Linked DNA regions of Mus musculus: region 1 is linked to region 2. A link is a contact called in public capture Hi-C data. All regions are on one chromosome and are shown on one strand. Each heading gives the region's core, a stretch centred on a gene start, on an enhancer-like site or on the middle of the called end of the contact. The rest is flanking DNA. Distances are from core to core; before and after follow the strand shown. Region 1 overlaps Slc10a7 (solute carrier family 10 (sodium/bile acid cotransporter family), member 7). Region 2 holds the start of Gm6360 (a long non-coding RNA gene).

What was found. Capture Hi-C pulls out chosen DNA fragments and counts their contacts.
Region 1: a capture Hi-C map of embryonic stem cells shows a contact between it and region 2, with 2.6 times the contacts expected there. The contact joins two enhancer-like sites. A contact is called at or near these places in 1 of 115 datasets of contacts at active chromatin or transcription factors (embryonic stem cells) and 1 of 9 other capture datasets (embryonic stem cells).

What each region holds. Positions count from the first base shown.
Region 1 is chr8:78,604,531-78,611,028 of GRCm38.p6, reverse strand. The region is part of intron 5 of Slc10a7 (solute carrier family 10 (sodium/bile acid cotransporter family), member 7); the gene reads right to left. It also overlaps the pseudogene Gm2253. Among named protein-coding and RNA genes, the nearest start is that of Gm39203, 67 kb to the left of the region's middle. Within about 2 kb of position 1,503, at least 2 of the 459 cell types and tissues checked have an H3K27ac peak or open chromatin away from gene starts, as enhancers often do. A contact at or near this core is called in embryonic stem cells, where this site is marked.
Region 2 is chr8:78,067,413-78,073,581 of GRCm38.p6, reverse strand. It overlaps Gm6360 (a long non-coding RNA gene), which reads right to left and starts at 1,134. Exons shown (of 2, transcript XR_878949.2): 1 at 1,075-1,134; 2 at 1-96. Within about 2 kb of position 4,836, at least 7 of the 459 cell types and tissues checked have an H3K27ac peak or open chromatin away from gene starts, as enhancers often do. A contact at or near this core is called in embryonic stem cells, where this site is marked.

The sequences.
Region 1 (6,498 bases), core at 254-2,753, 540 kb before region 2:
AGAGATTAGCATAGCTAGGTGTCAACCTAGGATTTTATCAGGATTGGCACAGAAGCAGGGCCGCCACTTCAGGAATGGTTGAGTTCAGTGACCACTGAAGCCCAATAAGCAAGAGTTAACAGCACCGTTGATTTCTCTAATAGTGAGAAACCAGACTTCCATTACCCTTCGTCTGTCCCCACCTACCCTTGAGCCCTATCATCCAGGTTAGTTAACTATTCTTGTTGCTGTGACAAGATAGCTTGTTTATTTGGGCCCATGGTTTCAGACAGTCACAGTCACTTACTATAATGGTGGGACTGCATGACGATGGCTGTATTCATGAAGCTTGGACCAGGAAGCACAAAGCTGGGGGACATAATGAGGGGTGGGAAGAAGGTAGAACTTTCCAAGGCTTGCCTCTGGCGGTATATATCCTGTCATGTAGGATTCATGTTTCACAGGTTCAATAACCTTTCAAAACAGAACCACTAGCTGGAAACTACACACAAGTGGGTGGAGGGCATTTGAGATTCAGACATAACATTTGATCTTTAGTCCCCCAAAACCACGTAGCTACTCAAAATGCAAAATACACTCATAATTTCAAAAGTCTCCAACGTTTTAACGCTTTCAACATTGTTAAGAAGTTTTAAGTTGGGGCTAGAGAGATGGCTCCAACGGTGAAGAACACTGACTGCTCTTCCAAAGGTCCTGAGTTCAAATTCCATCAACCACATGGTGGCTCATAACCATCTGTAATAAAATCTGATGCCCTCTTCTAGTGCTTCTGAAGACAGCTACAGTGTACTTACATATAATAATAAATAAATCTTTTTTAAAAAGAAGTTTTAAGTCCCTTCTGAGACTCAAGGCTAGCTCTCAGCTATAAAAGCCTATAAAACAAACAAACAAACCAACAAACAAACCAAAATATATATGGTGCCAATATACAGTGGTATAGTGAACACTCCCATCCCAAAAGGATAAAGAGAGGAGATACATGAAAAGGAGACAAAAGCAAGGCCAAACCCAGTAGGAAAAACATTAACCAGGAGTCATAGGAAGCCCCTGTAAGATTCGTGGTAGCTCAAAATGACCACGGTTGTAAAAAGTTTGTGTTCTTTTCCCAGAATTTGCCTCACTGCAAGGTGTGCCAAGAGATAGTTCTCTGATTGTATAGAAAAGCCCACACAATGTCTCTGGTCCTTAAGTCTGCACTTAATGTCCCTAAAGGTTAACCAATGATAAACTGCCCCCAAGATGTATAAAAGGTGTGTGTTTTAGCTACTCGGGATCACTTCTATCCCAATTTCAGAACGACCCCAGCATGGTGGATTAATAAACCTCTTGCTGTTTGCATCGATCTCCGTCTCTGTGTCTCTGTGAGTGGGACATCCCGGACGTAAGGCTTTTCGGGTCTTACAACCCCGCCCCCCCAATGGGCTGAATAACTGTAGCATATGCAGCCCTTCTCCCGGGCCTTATCTCCTTCGTGCCTGCTTTTACGTTGCAGATTTCCCATTCCACATTCCTGTGATCTCGAACATCCTGTGACCTCCAGGGCAACTTAGACATCCCCCTTCACACTGGCACAGGAGCTCAGGAGCTCCAGGAGAGGGGTCTGACCCTGCCACACCCAGCCTGTTCTTCCTGGTTTTCTTTGCAAGTTCTGTTCCAACCTGCATGGTGCCACAACTTTTATGTTCTGCATGCTTCTAAGTCTAGCAGCATGTGGACAACACCAAGCTCTGTAACTAGCTTGAGATACAATTGGCTACACAGATTTATCACAGCAACAAAATCACTTCTTAGCCAACTGTCCTCAGCCTGTAGCTGTAGCTGCCTCTAAGCCTCTAGGGGCCTTCTTGGCTGACCCAAGGGAAAATACTTTCCTAGACAGTAACCCTCCCCCACCTTTCCATCTCAAAGGCACTCTAATTTCAAAAGAAAGTCTTATACATGAGCTCTTAGCTTATACCCTGAAGTCTTTGATGGGAAATGTCTTACCTTTAAGCCACTTTCCAATTGTCCAAATGTGGAGTTCACTATTTCTCTTAAATAATAATCTCTTTTTTAAGAAAAAAATATCACCACATTGCCTGTTCAAGCTCCTTCTTCAAATTGTATGTTTCCTACAATTTCCACTCTACTTTTCTCTGAGTTTTCACTATAAATCTGTTTAAAAGCAGCCTGAAACAACTGGGCTACAACCTGAATGTTATGTTGTTTTGAAATTTATTCCATCCAGTACATTAGCTCTCCTTGGTAGAGTATTTATTCCTGTCTGGAGCCTCACGAGCAGGCCTTCACCGCCTGCACGACTGTCAGCATACCAGTCTTCTGAAATCTCACCAAAATGTCCGTTATTCTCAGCTTACACAATTATAAGTCTACTCTAGCTTGGAGCACCAAATTTCTCCACAATCTGCCTGTAAGATAGTTGCAAAAGCCTATAATTCTAATCTTTAGGTTCATCGCAGCAATGATCCTACTTCTTGGTACCCATTTTCTATATTAATTATTTTTATGCTTGTTTATACTAGCTCATGGTCCATCATGCAGGGAAGGCATGGCTCCAACTCCATCCTTAGTATCAAGGTTTGCTACTTCTTCATATGAAAGAAATTGATAGATCCAAACTGGGGACAGCTATAACCTTCAAAGGCCTACCCTAGACTCAGTGCCCTAAAAGTTTGCAAGCAGTGCCAATATCTGTTTTGAAACCACATGTTCAAAACTTGGATCTGAGGGGGCTGGAGACATGGCTCAGGGGTTAAGAGCACTGACTGCTTTTCCAAAGGACCTGAGTTCAAGTCCCAGCAACCACATGGTAATGGGATCCAATGCCCTCTTCTGGTGTGTCTGAAGACAGCTACAGTGTACTCATATTCATAAAAAAATAAAATAAAATAAACAAAACATATCTTTTAAAAAAAACTTTGAAAAAAAACAAAACAAAAACTTTGGACCTGTGAGGGACATTCTACAGTGAATTCATAACTAAAGACTACATACCCAATATTTCTATATTTATTCATTGTCCTATGGGTCTTGTGTGTCTTAAGTTTCAGAATCTCCTAGACAGAAACATGGTCATTTATTTCTACAGACACTTCTACAGGTTTGCTATTTTTTTTCCTGTGAGTGATTACTTACGACTCATTTTTGATCATTTTTCTACAGGAATAGGAATTTTTTCCTTACTTACTCTCAAGACTTGTTTATTATTGAAAATGAAAAAAAAATCACCTTCATTCATATATTTCTTCTTTATTGCGTGAATTCGAAGTCTAAAATTGTCTGGTACAGAGAGGGTGCACTGACAGAAGCATCAGTTCAAAGATTAAACAGGAGGCGTGGTCTCCAGTGAGGCACTGAAGCAATTTAGGTTATTGACAGTTTTCTCTATGTTTCACTGAAAACAACCCTGGGTTTGACTTTTGGGTCATATCCTTCTCATCTAACCTGTGAAAGTTTCTGCTACTAGCGAGCGCCACACAGAAATGGGGGAAAGTAAGGAAGTGTGTGGTCAGCACACCAGGAGTCGTTAAGGAGCACCTGCCCAAAGCTGCCTCTTGCCTCTGCAGAACATATACCTGTGCAACGTTAGGTTCCTGTTTTTATGTGGACATTTTATATTTAACGTTTCCAGATTTTCAGAACACTACTTCCTCTCTCTAGATCCATTGTCTGAATCCGCATTCTCCGCACTTACATTATTCACGATCTAAGAGACTTTTTTCCTTTCCCTCCTCCCTCCTTGTCTCTCTTTGTTTGAGACAGGGTTTTACAACGTAGCCCAGGATAGCTTCTAATTCCTGCCTCTGCCTTCTAGGGCTGCGACTGGAGATACAGCACGCCACGCCTGGAGATTCTCACTTTCTAGACCAAAGAGTCCTACTAGTTCCGAGTCCTCTGATGTCACTTCCTCCTCTCTGGATGAACTGGCAGCCGCAAGAATGACATGTCCTGAGGGCACTGGCTTTTTGAGTGCTACCAAGACTAAGATTCAGAGTCCTGATAAAAATGAGATTTGAGACAGTTACAGGCAGGAAATCCATGTGAAATCACTGTCAGTTTCATCCACTGGGGAAATGATTTAAACACATACATCTCAGGACAGAAGCAACTTAAAGACAACAAAGAACTGAGGATTGTTTGAAAAAATAGAGGGAAAAAGTTCTTTTTATCTGCCTGTATCTTGTGTATCATATATATTTTGTTGTAATTATAAGCCTACTTAGACAAATGATCAAATATCTTGTATATTCAAGTTATGGAAGGACTAGTGAACAATTAGTCCATTATCTTTACTAATTTGTTCTCAATTCTGTGTGATCCAGAGGGAGCATGGCTCCCTGCCAGTGTCACCTCTGAAACAATGCAGAACTTTGCTCATGTATTTTGCATTCTTTAAGAAGATACCTAAATTTGTGGATTTGGGAACAAATAAATTTGGGGAAGAAAAGTATGACTTTTCCCAAAGCTCTCAGTGATATGTACTACACACTGCAAGGTGATTCTACAGTAAAAGGGGGTTCCTGGGAAAACAGACAATCACATCATGGCAACTCGGGGACTGTGGTATCCCTAAACTGTTCAGAAGATCTGAAAAACTGCTTCGAGTATGCAGTAGTTAGCATTCAATAATGCCTTAATCTTTAATCTTTGAAAACTCGAAGAAGCTGCAGTGCCTCTCTCTACCAACAAATAACTAAATCACCTACATATAATTACAGAATAAATTCTGAATAAAAGTTTTAGATTTCAAGCATCTAAGCTAAAGAGTTCTATGGCAACTTCAGATTTTATTTTGCTTTAAAAAAATGTATCTAATAGACTACTGGTAATACCTAATACATGGACTAATTTCCCATTTCTACCTTAGGGCCGGCATTTGCTTACTGTGTCCATGAAGACTGAAGCACTATATTCTGATCCAGAAACTCTTTATTGACACCTTTCGGGGAACAGCCGATGGGCCCCTGTCTGGCATAGGTAGCACACAAATGGTGTCCTGTTGACTACCCTGAAGACCTAGTGAGCTGCCAGAGAACTTGACTTATGGACCTGACTGGTGTCCAGTCCTAGGACTGCCCTTCGTGTGTCTGCTATGCTATCTTGTCTCTCATTTTAACCTCATCCTCTTTGATGATGGTCCCTTCCCACCTCCCATTTTCCCTGCCAATAAGACCAGGAAAACCCAGAGCATGCAGACACACAGCTATCAGTGAATCTGAAGACCAGGTTGACATTTTAGCTCTGACCCTCTTTCCAGTATAGTTTCACTACTCAGAAACAAAATATATGAATGTAAAATTGCTATTTAAAGAACCTCCCATATTTAATGTATAAAACTTGATGTGTTTAGACATATTCAATCACCTGTGACACCCACCACCATCATCAAGGTAGCAGTCACCCAACTTCCCCCTTCCCTTTCCTATGGCAACTATGATCCTGGGATTCAACTCTTATCTAATATTAGGAGCTGCTTCAAGAGCCTCCTGAAATCCTAGTTGACTCATGAAGAGAGCTAACAAGACAGCTTACTAGCAAAGCCTTGTCCCCTCCCCCCCCCCACCAACAACAACCCACATACTCTTTCATGAATAATGAGACACTGTTTAATGCCACAGTAGTCACATGAGGTCAACAAGAATAAGAATAAGAGGCCAACAGCTGACTACAGCAGAGCAGAAAGAAGAAAACTGCCAGGGACTCAACATGACCATCAAGATCACCAATTATCTACTTCCTGTTGACTTATGAGAGAAGAAAGGCACCCATTCCCGAAAGTAGCTAGAAGAGTGTACACTACTGTATAGAAGATCCTAAGTCCTCAGGATTTTTTTTTAATTTCCAGAAGCCTCATAAAGAGTACACAGCAGCCGGGTGTGGTGGCACACGCCTTTAATCCCACCAGAGGCAGAAGCAGGCAGATTTCTGAGTTCAAGGCCAGCCTGGTCTACAGACTGAGTTCCATTACAGCCAGGGCTACACAAAGAAAGCCTGTCTCAAAAAAGAAACCAAAAAAACAAACAAACAAAAAACAAAGAGTACACAGCACTTTGGTCTACTAAGATCATCATCACCACTTTGTGGCTTACAGAGTGACATACATTAGGTGGTATTAACTTCTATTGGACTCTCTATCTCAGAACAGAAAGCCTCCTAGAAAGCTCAGCATGCTATGGCAACACTGTTTACTCCATACATGTGTTAATTCCTAGCACCTTTATAAATTGTGTGTGTGTGTGTGTGTGTGTGTGTGTGTGTGTGTGTGTGTATTCGTTCAAAAAAGTCAGTAGACTCTGTATTGCTCCTGGGGTGTGGGGCTCAGGCGCTCTTGGCTAGGCGCGTCCGTTTCATGTTCACCACCACAGGCTTCTGGCTTCAAAGGATGACCCTGGCCCTCTGGCTGGCCGCCATGTGCTGATCAGGGAGATAGTTGTCCTTTTAGGTCACGTGCCTGATGCTGCTGAGGATGGCCCAAGCACTCTTGTTGATGGTGGT
Region 2 (6,169 bases), core at 3,587-6,086:
TGTACTCTTTAATGTAAGGTTATAGTTTGGGGACATAATGTCAGAGTTCAGAAGCCACACAGACTGGCATTGTCATCTTCAGCAAGCAATGGTCACCTGTGAGATCCAGAAAAGGAACAAATGACTGTGTAAGTGACATTCTCACATTGAATCTGTAAACAAATGGGTTCAAGAATTTAGACCTTATCCTCAGGTTGGAAGTGCTCAATTTTATCCCTAGTGATAAACTCCCAACTACCCTTCAGGTACAAAAATTGTGACTCATGATCTCATGGACCAAGACTTGTTTTCTTTTCTAAAAGTTAATTCAGTTCTGCTTTACACACTGTGTCAATGCCTCAGAATTTCTTCTCTGCTAGACATAGAAGGGTAAACTGAAAACATATCGCTGCCCTTATGTATATAGACGCACATTCATGTGTTCTGTGTGTATTAATGTGTATGCATGTGTGTGTGTGTGTGTGTGTATGTGTATGTGTGTGTGTGTGTGTGTGTGTGTGTGTGTGTTAGCTCACGGTCGCAGCCATGAGCATGACTGTGTGTGTGAGCCTCTGGGCCCCGACTTTGCCACCCCCTGCTCTCAGGAGCTCGACCAGCACTACCTTGTCATCACAAAGTTCATCTCAAGCCAGTGTGTTCAGCTTATTTCTCTTTTCAGTTTATGATGGTGTTTTCAAAGCTGACCCTCTGCTCCTCTGCATTCTGAAAGGTCACCCACTAACATAACAGTCTTTCTTGTAAAGGGCCTGTAACAAATGTTCATTTCACGTCTACTCTTTCTTAGCTCACCAACAGCCAGAGTCATTTTGCAGCCTAGAGAATTCAGCATGCATATCCCGAGAGGCCGATTTTATAGGGGTGGTAAAACTATCCTGGCTTATTCTGACCGAGTGAGTACACACACAGCTCTTCCTTTCCTCTGCATTGCAATGCATCCTGCACTAACCTGATTGTCATTATTTCCTGCTGTCAATCTCATACGGGAACAGGCGACATCACTCTACTTTGTCATGGTAAAAAGTTTATCCTGCAACTTTGCAGCTTCTTAGGTCTTCTGTGAAAGGCTGTGCTTACCCGTGTGTGCTTCTGGGCATCTCCAGGGCTCTGCATTTAGCTCCATACTTCTGAAAGCATCTGTACAGAGATAATATTAACGTTATTGCAACAGACAGGAGGAACCTCATTTCTCTCTGCTTTGACTGAAACTGTCTGTTCGTAGTAAAATTGTGCAGACATTGGCATTTTTGAGGGAGGTGTGAATGTGGTAGGACCAGTCACTGGTGGGAGAAAGAAGTAAGATACAAGACACTGCCAGATGACTAGTTTCTTTCTTTTCATTTTTTTTTTTTTTTTTTTTTTTTTTTTTTTTGGTACTCAAAATGGGCTGGTGAGCCATAATCATCAACATTATTTTTCTTGGCTGCCAAGATGGCTCAGCCAATGAAGGTACCTGCTACTAATCCCAATGCCCGCGGACTGATCCTCAAGACTGACACGGTAGAAGGAAAACTGAGTGTTTTCAAGTTGTCCTCTGACCTCCCAGGCAGCATGTGCACCTGTCGCGTGCGCGCGCGCGCGCACACACACACACACACATACACACACACAGAGATTATTGTGAAGCTAGTTTACCATGGGTTCTGATCAAGAGTTACATGGAATATTAAGGGGGATTTATTAAGAACTACTTGGATCCCCTAATATCTATTTAACCTGGGTATGTGGGGTGTTTAAAATTCTGAACTTGGCTGCTTATTATATCTAAATTTTTGGGAGATCTAAGTTGATAGCATAAAGGTAGAAAATACTGGAAAGTTGATTATATTTAGAATAAAGTTTGAGAGACTACCCCTAGTCTCAGTTTACAGATTCATAAAATACTAAAGTCTGTACTGATGGGTCACAGTTCTAAGATGATCTAAGATGATGTCGGAAAGCCACTCAGTACTGTGGAACTTGGAGTTCATGGGCAAAACAGTTTAAAAGATCCGTTGGAGTTAGAGATGCTCAGTGGCTGAGCGGTTCCTCTTGCGAAGGACCCCATCACCAGTCCAACATCTTTTCCCGTCTTGCTAGTCACCACCACTCATGAGCCACACCCACACATAGGCAGACACACCCTCACACAAATCATTTTTAAAAGTAATTAAAATCCCCTTTTAAAACGATGTCTCACAGTGGGCTGGAGACATTTGCTCCTTGCGTTTCTTCAGATCATCTGAGCTGTAACTGCCCTGGTCTTGGTTTGTCAGTTAATTGTCTTTGTATTATTTTTTCATGCTTATTGCCCAAATAACTCCACCAAGCCTCAGTCAGAGCAATAAGTAATAATGATTATGGAGAAATATGGTTAAAAAAAAAAACTAGAAATGTAAACTTTTGGTGTTTCTGCAGGCACTGGGCATTTCCATAGGAAACAGTCATTCTCTTTTCGGTGGGTAGTGCAAAGGCCATGGCTCTGCTAAAGGCCTACGTCACAGAGCTACGTCACAGAAACTCCCACTTAGTATTGCCAATAGCATCTGGTAACCCTGGGCCTCCCTAATGAAGCTGCACACACCGCCAGGCACCCCTCCCCATGCTGCTGTCTGTAATCTCCAGACTCTTTGGGGGTCACTGGTTTCTTCCTCCAGATGCCTGTTGCATGCTGTTGATCAGCAATGTTCCCCAGGTGCACAGACACGGGACAAGAAGAGTGTAGAACTGAATAAGGCTGCCTTGCTCGGCTCCTAAAAGGTCTGCATGTTTAGACACTGTTGGTAGGACAATTGCTTGAGAAAAATATTGCAAGTGTCATGACCAAACTACACCCAATTTCCTCTAACTTCTGTGCCCAGAAAAATGTGGTGACTTTTCCCTAAGATTCAGTGAAATAATAAAGAGACAGAAAATTCACTCATCTGAACACAGGGCTAATCTTGGGTCCAGATTCTCTGATTCCTCCCCCTTCCAACCCCTACCCCCATCCCTGCCCACCAAGTCATAGACTAGAGAAGGGCACATGGGAACACTTCAAAACAGAGAGAGGGAGCTGGGAACAGCCTCAGTCATGAACACACACAGGCACACAACACACACATGCACACATACACAAATACACACACATACATGCCCATAATTTTAAAAATAATTTTAAAACGTCTTCAAAGCTCAAGGAGCTTCAAGTGTGCCTCATAGGAGGTCAAGGTTGACTGTACATATACTAAAATTTCCTTCAGTATCTGTATGTATGTCATTACTCGGTCTCCCAGGGAACGAGCATGCGCTTTAGCAGAAAATAAGTATAACCAGTAGGTAAGAGTATGAGTATCTGTAACTATGCGCATTAATAAGTAGCAATGACTATGAACGTGTCAATATCAATGACAACTTTTAAAATAACCATGATGCTAAATAATCATGGACATAAAAATGTGGTAGATGATGCAAGGATTTCTGTTTGAGATGTTCCGTGCTGTCCTTGCTATCTTTGATCGTCTGTATCATATGATCTGCTTCTGTGCTGTGACACCTGAGAATAAGTGATGGAAAATGTGAGTTATTAACGTCACGGTAATCTCGCTCCATACCCCAGGAGCTGGAGCTGGAGAATACAGGTTTCCCTGTCAGCTGGGGTCCATGCGCCAGGGACAGTCACTTGGCTTCTTTAGACTTTTGATCTCCATGTTGAAGTTTTTGAGACTGATGTTTAAAAGTGTTGACAACAGACAGTATACATTTGCACAAACTCTAAGTCTCCTGTAAAGGTTGCTTGGATTAAATAAGAAATCATCTTGTTATTCCTTTGTTTTTGCCCTGACACTGGGCAGTGATTCTGGAGCCTGCCCTTGCTGAGGAAGCTCTACCACTGAGTCACTTCTCAAGTATGTAATGGCTTTAAATTTTGAGGCAAGGTCTCCCTGAGTTCCCCAGGCTGAGCTAGAACTCACTTCATGGCCCAGGCAGGCCTTGGCTTTCTGATCTTCCTTCCCCAGTCCCCAAGTGCTGGGATCACAGCAGGGCCATCATTTTGTTAAAAGCTAGGCTCTTCATCAGCACTTTCTCTGTAAGTGAGGGGTAGTACTGGAATGAGGAGCATCTCCATAGGTGGATGTTACTTTGTCACTAGCCTTCAGAAGAGTATATTCAGACCCACTTGAGTTTTGACAAAAGGCTATGAAACAAACAGCTGAAAAAAAAGAAAGAAAGAAAAAAAGACAGGAAGGAAGGAAGGAAGGGAGGGAGGGAGGGAGGGCGGGAGGGAGGGAGGGAGGGAGGGAGGGGGAGAGAGAGAGAGAGAGAGAGAGAGAGAGAGAGAGAGAGAGAGAGAGAGAGAGAGAGAAAATTAAAACTATGGACATGCCTTGTTGCTCCACCTGCGATCTTGTGTTCAGACATGGAATGCCCAGAGAACTTGAGCAACAGTAAGGAGCTTTTGGAGGCAATTGCTACTCACAGTATCGGGAGCACCCAGCTATCTTATGTGAAATTCTTTTCATCTTCCCTCCACTCTCTTGTGAAAAGCAGGAGGCTTTCTGAGAGGCACAGACATTCTCAGTCTTTGCAACAAGACAGCTTTCTTGCTGGTTGAGCTCAGGAGAGGCAGGGCAATTTTGTGTTAAACAGACTCAGAAGATGACAGGAAGGAGGTAAGTTTATAGCCGGAAATCCATATGCAAACCGTCCCTTGGAAGGTTGCTTTTTACTGTCTTGTACAAAGTTAATGGAAACCAAGGAGCTACCATTCCAGAATCTTCGTCTCCTTTAATCCTTAATGACGAAATAAAAATGGGCAGCCTGTATCCTGCAGCAGCTCCAGCCAGCAGACCTCTAGGAAACAAGGCTCCCTACAGACTTTCCCTTGATCTTAAAGCTCAACTTGAAACATTTATATGCACAGAGCACCTGGCCGGGAGATGTGAGAAGGGCCTTTTTTTCCCCTCCACCTTGGCTCTATTTCTTTCTTTAATAATAAATTCTCAGGTTTCTTTCTTCCCTTCCTGAAAATTGATTCTATTCTAAGTAGTGTTTTTTGTTCTTTCTTAATAGTTTAAGGAAAGCAAGACAAACTTGAAAACCCCCCATTAACACCCGTCAGGGGTCCTGCCTGCCCACCTGTATCATCTTTGTTTTTCCAAAGATGAAGCAGAAAAGTCAAGTCAGGGTTGATTAATTCTAATCAGGTTGAGGACTTTCTTTGTTTGAATTCAAAGGGCTCCAGGTAACCTATTGTGCAGCTTAGTGGCAAGGGCTGCGCAAATCTTCTCTTGTACCCCCTGCGTCGTGAAGAAGCAATGAGCTCACAAACTTGTTCTGACTGCTGCTCCCGCTCGCTCAAACATGCAGGTGTGCACACACTGTCACTCGCTTAAACACGCAGGTGTGCACACTGTCAGGTGTTAAACAAAGGAGGAAAGCTGGAGCTGGTCCTAAAATGTCATCGTCATCTGGGGTATGTCCTCAACGGAATTATAATGCACTTCATGCTACAATGACATTTGGTCCAACAAGAAAGTGTGTGCCGGATGCAAGACAGACACCTCACTTTTATTTTGCAACAAATATATTTAAAGGAAGAAGAACAATTTCGAAATATCACTGGGCTGTGTTCTTTCTTCCATCTTTCTGTTCTCTCCTTCTTCCCGGGCTTCACCTCATGGAAGATTTTACGAAGTCAAGCTTAAAGACTGTGGTACAAAATGATAAAGAAATCACTGATATTGGGACAGAGGAGCTAAAAGGCAAGACATGAACAAGGAAGGAGATTTCTAAAATATACAAAGCAAGTCCCTGCTCTGTAGCTATGGCAGGATACAAGGTACACATTTGGCTTTCCATATACCACCCACCACCACCCTACGCTGTGCCCCAGCAAGGCTCTCAGGTGGCCAATTTACTGCCCCCCCCCCTCTAACCCTGCCCTCTTTAGGCTCATTCTCCAAGACCAAGTGCTACTTGCATTCAGCCAACAGATGAAAGGAGGCTCTCCTTTGCCCACAGTATTTAGGATTAAGGTCTAGTTGCTCACTGCAGCATCTAGACTTTCATAGCTAGACACTCGACAGCTTTCAGGCTCTCTGGCTGTCCCAGCCTCCCTTGCACACACCCTTTGGCCAGCCCACACTTCCTTCAGCATGTAGACTCCATCCTTCTCTGTATCACTTTGTTAGTCGGCTTCTCTGCCTCTCCA